Linked DNA regions of Mus musculus: regions 1 and 3 are each linked to region 2. A link is a contact called in public HiChIP or PLAC-seq data. All regions are on one chromosome and are shown on one strand. Each heading gives the region's core, a stretch centred on a gene start, on an enhancer-like site or on the middle of the called end of the contact. The rest is flanking DNA. Distances are from core to core; before and after follow the strand shown. Region 1 has its middle 11 kb from the start of Gm40113. Region 2 overlaps Trim33 (tripartite motif-containing 33). Region 3 has its middle 27 kb from the start of Gm40113.

What was found. HiChIP or PLAC-seq counts read pairs in DNA pulled down with a chosen protein or histone mark.
Region 1: a contact with region 2 is called in an H3K27ac HiChIP or PLAC-seq map of embryonic stem cells, with 11 read pairs. The contact joins two enhancer-like sites. A contact is called at or near these places in 1 of 15 datasets of contacts at CTCF or cohesin (the NIH/3T3 cell line), 2 of 484 Hi-C or Micro-C datasets (bone marrow-derived macrophages and nephron progenitors), 7 of 115 datasets of contacts at active chromatin or transcription factors (CD8 T cells, embryonic stem cells, epiblast stem cells and 2 more) and 1 of 9 other capture datasets (liver).
Region 3: an H3K27ac HiChIP or PLAC-seq map of embryonic stem cells shows a contact between it and region 2, with 5 read pairs. The contact joins two enhancer-like sites. A contact is called at or near these places in 1 of 15 datasets of contacts at CTCF or cohesin (the NIH/3T3 cell line), 1 of 484 Hi-C or Micro-C datasets (nephron progenitors), 4 of 115 datasets of contacts at active chromatin or transcription factors (embryonic stem cells, extraembryonic endoderm stem cells and trophoblast stem cells) and 2 of 9 other capture datasets (adipose tissue and liver).

The regions. Positions count from the first base shown.
Region 1 is chr3:103,206,048-103,209,370 of GRCm38.p6, reverse strand. No RefSeq gene overlaps it. Among named protein-coding and RNA genes, the nearest start is that of Gm40113, 11 kb to the right of the region's middle. Within about 2 kb of position 1,335, at least 32 of the 459 cell types and tissues checked have an H3K27ac peak or open chromatin away from gene starts, as enhancers often do. A contact at or near this core is called in embryonic stem cells, epiblast stem cells and trophoblast stem cells, where this site is marked.
Region 2 is chr3:103,307,902-103,311,372 of GRCm38.p6, reverse strand. Trim33 (tripartite motif-containing 33) reads right to left here. Exons shown (of 20, transcript NM_053170.3): 2 at 946-1,064; 3 at 405-549. Among named protein-coding and RNA genes, the nearest start is that of Trim33, 30 kb to the right of the region's middle. Within about 2 kb of position 1,917, at least 21 of the 459 cell types and tissues checked have an H3K27ac peak or open chromatin away from gene starts, as enhancers often do. A contact at or near this core is called in embryonic stem cells, epiblast stem cells and trophoblast stem cells, where this site is marked.
Region 3 is chr3:103,222,511-103,225,927 of GRCm38.p6, reverse strand. No RefSeq gene overlaps it. Among named protein-coding and RNA genes, the nearest start is that of Gm40113, 27 kb to the right of the region's middle. Within about 2 kb of position 1,502, at least 8 of the 459 cell types and tissues checked have an H3K27ac peak or open chromatin away from gene starts, as enhancers often do. A contact at or near this core is called in embryonic stem cells, where this site is marked.

The sequences.
Region 1 (3,323 bases), core at 86-2,585, 100 kb after region 2:
TGAAGTACTCTTTGTCTCTGAGCATCTCAGTCTATTCAAATTTTAACCTGTGCTCGTTCATGTGATAGATGCCATAACACACAGGGCACAAGCTCTTCTCTAGGAGTCTAGACTGACTCATGTGTACACCCACACACAAGCAAACACAAACACAGCACGTACACATGCACAGGCTACGCACACATGCATGTACACAGGTACACACACACAGAGGGAACAAATGAGTGGGTTGCAAATCCAGAGGAGGAGGCAGAGTACTGAACAGTGAGCCTACCATGCTCCATGGAGAAAATGGCTGTGGGATGAGGTGACAGAGCAGGGGAGTGAAGGCATAGGCAAAGGTCTGCTTTTACTTACTGACTGAACTGGATGGCCTTTGCTGGGAACTCGTGAGAAGTCAGGTTTTAGATAGGCAAGATAAAGCCTGTCTATCCAGTAAGCCAGAGAATGGAGAACTATTAGAGACCCTTTGGCCAGATAATATGCCATAGGACACACTTTTTTTTATTCGTGTGTTTGTTGGTCCTAGGGATGAGCCTTTCATATGCTGATCACATCTTCTGCTCAGCTATGGAATATATATGGAATATACTTTCAGTTTTATTATTATTATTGGATGAAGATATTTAGGGGGAAAATATCTCATTCTGAAGCCCAGGCTGGCCTTGACTTGAGAGTACTCAAGGAGGCTGACTCCTTCCCCAGTGCTGGGATTACAGGAAAGTACCACCATTCCTGGATGATATCGTTCTACAGTGTTGGTGACTGAGTCCAGGGCCTTGTGTATGCCAAGCAATGCTCAATCGCTGAGCAACATGCCTGTCATAGATTTTGTTTTGTTTTTGCTTTGCTTTTAGACAAACAGGGTCTCATATAGCCTGAGCTGGCCTTGAACTCTTGATCTCCTTGCCTTCCTGTCTCAAACTCAAAGATTACAGACACTCAGCTACACTTTTTTTTTTTTTTTTTTTTCCTTCTTGAGACAAAGTCCTGGCTGTGCAGGAGTTCACTCATTAGACCAGGCTGGCCTTGATTTTACAGAGATCTCATTGCCTCTGCCTCCCAGATACTGGGATTAAAGATGTTTGCTACCATACCCTATAGAGCACAGTTCACAGATAAGCACTGGAGAAATCAGAACTGTTAAACACAGGCCTCTTTTTCCACCCAAAAGCCTCTGAATGGCCGTGCTAATACCTGGAGATCTTTTACTAGTCTATGAAGCCAGCCTTTACCTGAATCCCCACCCCCCACCCCCCAAAAGCCGAGCAATCCTCTCAGTCAATAGAACCTTTTGTTCATGACAAATCCTTCCTCCCTGGAGCTAGTCAATAGAACCCATTCTTATGGTAAGGTCACAGGTAAGAGCAAACCGGATGGGCTTAGCAGGGGAGTTTGCTTGTAGCCCAGCCTGAAGTTTTATTGTGATAATTTCAAAAGTTCCATTGTGTTTAAATACGCAAGAAAACTGTCTTTAATCCCAGCACTCAGAAGACAAAGGACCTCTGTGAGTTCGAACCAGCCGGGTCTACAAAGTGAGTTCCAGGACAGCCATGGCTGTTACACTGGGAAACTCTATCTTGGGAAAACAACAACAAAGGAGGCTTGGTCAGAAGTTTTCCCCCCAGTAGGGGCTTGACTTCCATTTTTACCTCACAGAGCTTGTTTCCTTCCTGCCAATACGCATGGCTACTACACCACAACTATTTTTAGATATGCATGTCCAATATATATTAGAGGAAGTGTGTAGAGGTCAGAAGACAACTTATGGGAGCTGGTTATTGATAGGTTATTTCTCGGCCACCAGTGAGATGAGCCAATTCAAACCAGATTATACTGAAGGTAGGTTTATTGGGAAGCTGCACATGGACAAATTCCCTGGCCCCAAGGATTAAGCCAGAGGAGTCGCCATGAGGGCCAGAGGAAGAGAAAGAAAAGGCTTGCACCTGCAGAGAGAAGAGGAGGAGGAGGAGGAGGAGGAGGAGGAGGAGGAGGAGGAGGAGGAGGAGGAGGAGGGAAAAGAATGTCTGGATTACATAGGGAAGAGCCTCTTGGGGCTCCAGAGCATCATCCCAGCTCCAGGGCTACATGAAGGAACCGCACAGGGCCACTGTACAGGGCCTTCCCACCGTACAGCTCAGATTAGCTTCTGCTCAGCCCTACCTCCTCGGTTCTTATACTCTCTAACAATAAGCTTCCTGCATTTGTATTTCCACCTCAGAGTTTGTCTCCTGGGGAACGAATCACATAACAATTACAATTTTCATGTAACTTTTCATCTTGCTACTTAACAATTTAACTGTTGAAAAATTTTTATGGTTCATTTACAGCAACATTCCTCAGTAAATTTTGACATCAAGATCTTTCTTGCTGATGGTTGGTTATGTGCTTGTGTGCTTGGTTGCTTAGTGCTGGAAATCAAGTCCAGGGTCCTTGTGCTTGCTGGGACCTCCTAACACTTTGTAGCCTCATCCCCAATAAGAGTGTGGCATCTAAGATCTAATGCCCCTTTGGCAAGACATGTCCGTCTAGTGAGATCTCTGTAGAGGAGCAGCCACAGTCCGTTAGGCGTTCATCATCATGCACACCAGTCAAAAGAAAACAATGAACTGGTGTGAACTATATCTTGGAAGGACGTATCACCCTCGGTTAACAGGATGTATTGCTGGGTACTTCTACAGCACTCACTGGAAAGCCCACAAGTATACTGCAGAGGAAGTCCACACTTGCAACTTTCACATGGTATCATTTAGGGTTAAAGAGGAAGTGTGACATCATTTGGTTTTTATTTTTGTGGTTAGTTTTGGTTTTGAGACAGGGTCATATGTAGACCAGGCTGGCCTTGAATTGGCGATGTAGGCTGGTGAGATGGCTCAGTGGGTAAGAGCACCCGACTGCTCTTCCGAAGGTCCAGAGTTCAAATCCCAGCAATCACGTGGTGGCTCACAACCATCTGTAACAAAATCTGACTCCCTCTTCTGGAGTGTCTGAAGACAGCTACAGTGTATTTACATATAATAATAAATAAATCTTAAAAAAAAAAAAGACTTTAAAAAAAAAAAGGGATGGTGAGATGGCTCAGTGGCTAAGAGCACCCAACTGCTTTTCCAAAGGTCCAGAGTTCAAATCCCAGCAACCACATGGTGGCTCACAACCATCTGTAACAAGATCTGACTCCCTCTTCTGGTGTGTCTGAAGACAGCTACAGTGTACTTACATATAATAATAAATAAATCTTTAAAAAAAAAAAAAAAAAGAATTGGCGATGTAGCTAAGGATGACCCTGAACTTCTTGGATCTTTCTGCTTTTACCTTCTGAGGTT
Region 2 (3,471 bases), core at 668-3,167:
AAATAAAACATTTTTAAACAATAAGATTTTTGACTAATTTTTTCTATTTTTTTAAGTGCTAGTATTCAAAGATCATAAATAAGTAAACATGCTATTTCTAAGTTCAAACGGTTAGATGTGTCATTGAAACTATGTGTACAGGGACAAACAAGACATCTCAGTGATAAAGGCACAGGCTGCCAAGCCTGGTTCAATCCCTGGGACTCAAATGCAGAGAGAGCCAGTTCCTGTTGAGTTGTCCTCTGACATCCACAAATAGGCACTGCGGCACACAGGAGTGTACATATGCATACATATGGCATACACATACACAGGTGTGTACATATGTGTACACATACACATATGCACAAGTTTTTTTTTTTTTTTTTAAGAAAACAGCAAGACAGCAACTATATGTATCGTACCTGAGACATCTTCTTTTTTCCTGATCAGGTGGTCTTTAGTGAATTTTACTCTTTGATGTGCTTCAATGCATGTCTTACACAGCCACTCTCCACATTCTACACAAAAACCAACTGCACTTGCATTATCTTCACAACTAGTACATACCTAAAAAAGAAATAAACACTAATCTATATTACATTTGCCAAATGTAGATTAACAAAATAACTGAAAACTTTGTAACTTGCTCTTAAAAACCATTAATTATACAAAAGCATAAAATCACTGTTATTCATTTAATCTTCAAAAACATTTCTTTAGCAATAACATTTAGATAGGTAAAAATCTAATATTCAGAACATAAATCTATATAAAACTTAACTTTTTAAATAATAACTATTTTATTCTACCAAGTCTTAGGGTGTGGAAGAGTAATCTTTATTTCTAATTTGAAAGATAGAGCTATAGCAGAAGTACCTAAATTACTTAAATATTGTTTCTTATAATTTACATTTAACCACAAGAAAAATATATATGAGTATAGAGAGAACCTGAGGTGCATACCTGTTCTGATTTCTCATCAGAGCTGCTAGGAGCTTCAGATGTGTCTTTCACAAAATAATTATCCACAAGATCTATCTGTCTACATTCTTGACGACATACTGGACACCGTATTACACCAACTTTAAAAAAAAGAAGAGGAAGCAGGGGTTAATGTTCTTCAAAAGGAAAAGCAGGAAAGTCTGCATAAAGCCCATTTGGAAACCACTTGTGTACTACAAAAAAAGACCAAAGACATGAACAAAGCAGTTTGAGTTATTTCCCTGGAGAAAAATGATACCCATCTGGGAAAGGAAAACATGTATTAAAATGCTCCCACTAGAAATTTTTATTAAAATACAGAATTAGCTGACAGTCCTAAAAGAAATGCTAATCTTTCAAAGCCTATAAATGGATAAAAGAAACTGCAGCTGGGCAGTGGTGACACATGCCTTTAATCCTAGTACTTGGGAGACAGAGGTAGGCGAATCTCTGAGTTCAAGGCCAGCCTAATCTGCATAGTTCCAGGACAACTGGGGTTACATAATTAAGGCCCTGTCTCAAAAAGGGTGGGGGAGGAGGAAGATCTCATCAAGGTGCTTAATATAGAATGATTTCTGAATTATTCAGAGTGAACCTGTAAGAATGAGGCAGGTGTGTGTATGTATTCAGGTACCCAAAGGAGATTTAAAAAAAAAAAAAAAAAGGTGTTAGGGGCTGGGCGTGGTGGCGCACGCCTTTAATCCCAGCACTTGGGAGGCAGAGGCAGCCGGGATTTCTGAGGCCAGCCTGGTCTACAGAGTGAGTTCCAGGACTGCCAGGGCTATACAGAGAAACCCTGTCTCAGAAAACAGACAAAACAAAACAAAAACAAAAACAAAAAGGTGTTAGGTCTTTGGGAGCTGAAATTACAGGCAGTTTTAATTAAGCCTTGGATGAATGCTGGGAACTGAACTCTGGTCCTCTGGAAGAAGAGCAAACATTCTTAGCCACTGAGTCACCACTCTAGCACTCAGACGCAGACGCAACAGCACAACAGCTGAATCAGAAGACTAGAATGATGTGCCAAGAAAGGTACCCACTAAAAGCTAAGAAGACAATGAATGAATTCTTCACCCAAAACCTGTGCAATCAGTCCTGACGACGTTCCTCCAGAGCTTTTAAGAGTACGAGGTGTATGTATTCTAAATCAAGCTCTTCACGCAAGAGGAAGAAAATAAACAAGCATTCTATAAAGATTAGTTTGGTACTTAATATAATCTATACGATTGTAGGAGAAAAAGCACCCATGCTTTTATCTATTCATGTTTTACTATCTATTAGACAGGATAAACTGCTGAGGTAATATATGAAACTTAAGGAATTAAAAATTAATGCAGAAATCAATAAAACAAACTACTGGCATGTCAACCATGGCACTGGAAGGTGCATATACAACACAAATGACATGGTCTAGGCTGATGATATGGCTCAGCAGTTATGAACAGACCACACTTCCAGGGAACCTGGGTATGATTTCAGCACCCATGTCAGTAAACTCAAAACTGCCTGTAACTACAGTTCCAAGGTGATCCAATGCCTGTGGCCTCCAAGAGAACCTGCACTTATGTGCACATATCCACATACACACAAACACACATACACATAGCTTAAGAATAAAAGACATTATGCTGGATATGATGGAAGGTGTTGCTAATCCTAAAACCTGAGAGACAGAATCATCCTAAGTTCAAGGCCAGTCTGGACTACATAGCAAGACCCTATCCCCAAACAAATAAGCAAAACAAAACAAATATAATCCAAAGACTAAATTTAGTGTTCTTTATGGTGTATAACACACAACTCTAGAAAACACCATATGTAAAGACCAAGGTATAACAAAGTCTCCAAGAATTGCAAAGTACACAAACCGCAGAATCTATACAATCATTCTGACAGAAAGTGAAAATGTAAACAAAGTTCTCAACCTATCCAGGTGTCCTGGGAAGCATATGTAGTTCCAGCTACTCAGGAGGCTGATGCACAAGAATCACTTGAATGTGGACACTCAGCCTGGACAACTAAAGACTCACCCCACCCCCTTTTTTCATCCACTTGGCAGTACACACACCCTCATTCTAAAGCAGTTGCTCTCAGCCTTCCTGATGCTGACGCCCTGTGCTACAGTTCTTTGTGTCGTGGTGACCCCCAACCAGAACATTATTTCATTGCTACTTTATAACCGTCATTTTGCTGCTGTTATGAATCCTAATGTTTTCAAATGGTCTTAGGCAACCTCTGTGAAAGAACTGTTTGACACTCCACACGGGGTTGAGACCCACAGGTTGAGAACTGCTGTTTTACAGTATTTCCCAGAGGCATACACACACTATGAAAACAAGCCAAAAAAGATGGAGTTGCTTGTATCGGCCTTTTGAAAAGTAGCTAAAAGCCAAGAGCTTAGGAAGAGTGCTTTAAGAACATGGTTACCTAGCACTAATTGTCTTTTAAACTCCGTCCCTACTTTAATTTCATTTATTATATTTGTTTCAGATATAAAAATATTCCACT
Region 3 (3,417 bases), core at 253-2,752, 85 kb after region 2:
ATACTGTTTTTTCCTTGATAGTTTTACTATATATGTGTATATGCATATACTATATATATGTGCATATATATAGTGTATATATATTCACACATAAAATTAGATATTAAACTATATAATCTCATAACACTAGTTACAAGAAAAAAGTCATTATATCTATTATTAGTTATCCCAATAGCAGAATTAGCCCAAGTGAATATTGACAACATGTGGAGCAAAGCTAAGAAATCATATAAGAATATCTCTACTTTCAGGCCAATCCTAAAATTAATCTTTTGAGGGGGTCCAGCAGGTGTCAGAAAGCTTAAGAGAACAGGTGCAGATTGCCTTATCAACCCGGCTCAGACTGCAGAGAATCTAACACCAGGTGGTTTATTGTAGGCATATTTAAACACAATAGAATTTGGAAAATAGTCTCCAGGCTACAATAATTCCCATAATCATTGCAATGTCAGGTGCATAATAAAGCTTAAAGTGTGACTACCTAGAAACTCTTTCACAAAGAACATGTGGCCATGAGGGTGGATCCTATAGCTAAAAGGCTTAGAATCCAATATGGCCTCCGACTGGTCAGAATGGCGGTCAGCAGGCCATAAAGTACACTTGACATCTCCCCTAGGGCTGGGTAATGGTCTAGGGAAGGAAGGATCTGGAATAATCATTCTATGGAATTAGGGCGAGGTCTGTCCCCACAGATAACAAAAAGCCCCCGCGCCGCCCCCACTCTCAGCTTTCTGGATGGAATGCAGTTGCTTGATTTTACCTCCTCCTCCGTTGAGGAGAAACCCTGTGATTGACACTCCTGCTTCTCTTAGGGCTTCTCTGGGAGCTCGGGGCCCTCATGGCCTCTGCACTCTTTTAAATTTACATTTTAAGTTGTCCTAGCAAAAGTAACATAGACAACTCCTGAGCATTTAATAAAAGCGTATTCTTAACAATTTAATCACTTTAAAAACTCAACATATTAGTTTACTTTTTAAAGTCAACATGACAGAAGACACTTCTATGACTTGCTAATGTTGTGTAAGAGAAGGCAGGGTAAAGAAATGGTCATTCCGTGATTTAGGGGAAGGTTTTTATTGGGAGAGGGAGGGGGAGGGCGAGGCGGGAGGGAGAGCACAAGCAGCTGGAGGAATCTGGATAAATCCAAAGGAGCAAGAAAAAGAAACAGACTGGCCATGGCCGGGGGTTGGGAAGCAGGTGCGGAAATCCTCTGGGTTCTGAGGGGAGGAGGAGCTGGAGGGAGGACGGCCCGTGTACTGGCGCAGCCTGGGTTTAAGGTGAAGGAGGAAAGAGCCAGAATGTTAACCGGGACTGAGTGGGCTGGGAGGCTAGCATGGACTTGGATTTGCAGCTACAGGTACACATATGGAAAGGGAGGTGGTCCTCTGGCTGGCAGAAACCCATTTCGAAGTTTCCTGGTTAAGGCTGGCTGTAAGCGCTTAGCAGTCCATCTAGAATCCCGCTCGAGCTGAGCCAAGCCTGCCATTTCTGTACATATGCACGGCCTCCTGGGGGTTTCCTTTGGACCTGACATGCTGACTCTCAGTGTCATGGGTTGTAGAGATTGTAGAGAAGTCTTGTCACTTCTCACTATGAAACGAAAATTTAAAATTTTCTGACAAAGTTGCACACTTAACATTTTACATGCATCACAGCCTTAATAAAAATTTCATATTTTACATTTGCATATTAAGAATATTCCTGGGGCCAGGCTTGGTGGCGCTTGCCTTTTATCTGAACATTTGGGAGGCAAATCAAAAGCAGAGACAGGAAAACAAGAAGAGTATGAGGCCAGCCTGATCTACACAGTGGAGTTCTAGGCTAGCCAGAGCTATACAGTAAGATTCTATCTAAAAAGTAGGGGGTTGTGGGGACTGCAGAGATGGCACAGCAGTTAAGAACACTAGGCTTCCAGAGCACACAAGTTTGATGCCAAGCACCCGCGTGGCCGCTCACAACTGTGTAACTCCAATTCTAGGGGTTTCTAGTGCCCTCTCCTGGTCTCCTTGGGGACTGCATCACATACATAGTACACAGACACAAGCAAAAACACCCTTACACATAAAATAGAGAAATAAAAACATTGGGGAAAAAGAAAGGAAGGGAGAAAGGGAGGGAGAGGGAGGGAGGGAGGGGAGGAAGGAAAGAACTAAGGAATGAGCAAATGAACGGATGGACTGACAGGAGAAAGAAAGGATGGAAGCAAGAAAGAAAAAGTAAAGAAGACTGAGGTGCAAAGTCTGATGACCAGCGTTTGATCCTTAAAACCCAAACCCACATAGAAAAAGGAGAGGACAGACTGAGCTGTCCTGACACCCACCCAGTTACCCCCGTACATATGCACACCAACACACACATACACACACACTCACACACACATACACTCACACACACACACACACACATACACTTAATAAGTAAAAATGTAATGCAAATAAAAAAACACTGGCAAAATGGCTCAGCAGCTCAAAGGACTTGTTACACAGCCTGGAGAACTGGGTTCAATTTCTGGAACACACAAAAAACCAGCTGTGGTTTCAAACATCTCTAATCCAGGTGCTCCTGTGATAAGAGGCCTGGTGGCCAAGCCTGGCTTGTTTGGGCTGCTGGGTCCTATGACCCCAACAACTCCTATTGTTATTTTGGTGATTTGCAGCCAAGAATAAATACACATAAAACATGTGTGTCCTTTCTCATGTCCACCAGTCCCCAACAGGATAATTAAACAAACTTTGCTGAAAAGCAGAAAAGGGAATGCTTGGGAAGATGAAAACTAAGTGTCCTGGTGTCCACCTGCCTCCCACAAGCACCCTGAAATCCATCCTCAGGCTTCCTGACACATGACTTAGAGAGGTCAGGGATGTGCATAAGGAAGCCGTCCTGGTCAGGATGCAATCCTGCCTTTATCTCTGTCTCTGGTCCAGCCTTCTCCTGCAAGGAGGTCTAAAAAGTTGACAGATCTTTAACATAAAATTTACAGATAGGAGACAAATCTCCCTTCTGGCTAGCACCAGGGTCCCAGATTTTTTTCTTCCCCCAGAATGAGCCTCCTGGGGAAATTGTAATTTTATGGGACTTACAGTTTTAATTAATTTACTAGTTAAATTATTATTGCGTGAGTGTGTGAACATGTGTGAACGGTCAAAGGTCAGATCCCAGGAGTTGTTTCTCTCCATTTGCAGTGGGCTGTTAGGTCAAATGTGGATAGTCAGGCCTGTGTATAAGTGCTTCTGTTTACTGATACGCCTTGCTATCCCTGAAGTCCATTGTTTCAATATTTGGAGAGCCAAACAGTGAAAGAAAAAATGTAGCATTAGAGTACCTTCAGACCTTCCAAAAGGGTTCTATTGCATCACCTGGTTCCCCAGGTCCTAGAGACACTAGCAAAGTAGGGTATGGGATCAGGAGCTGAAGACA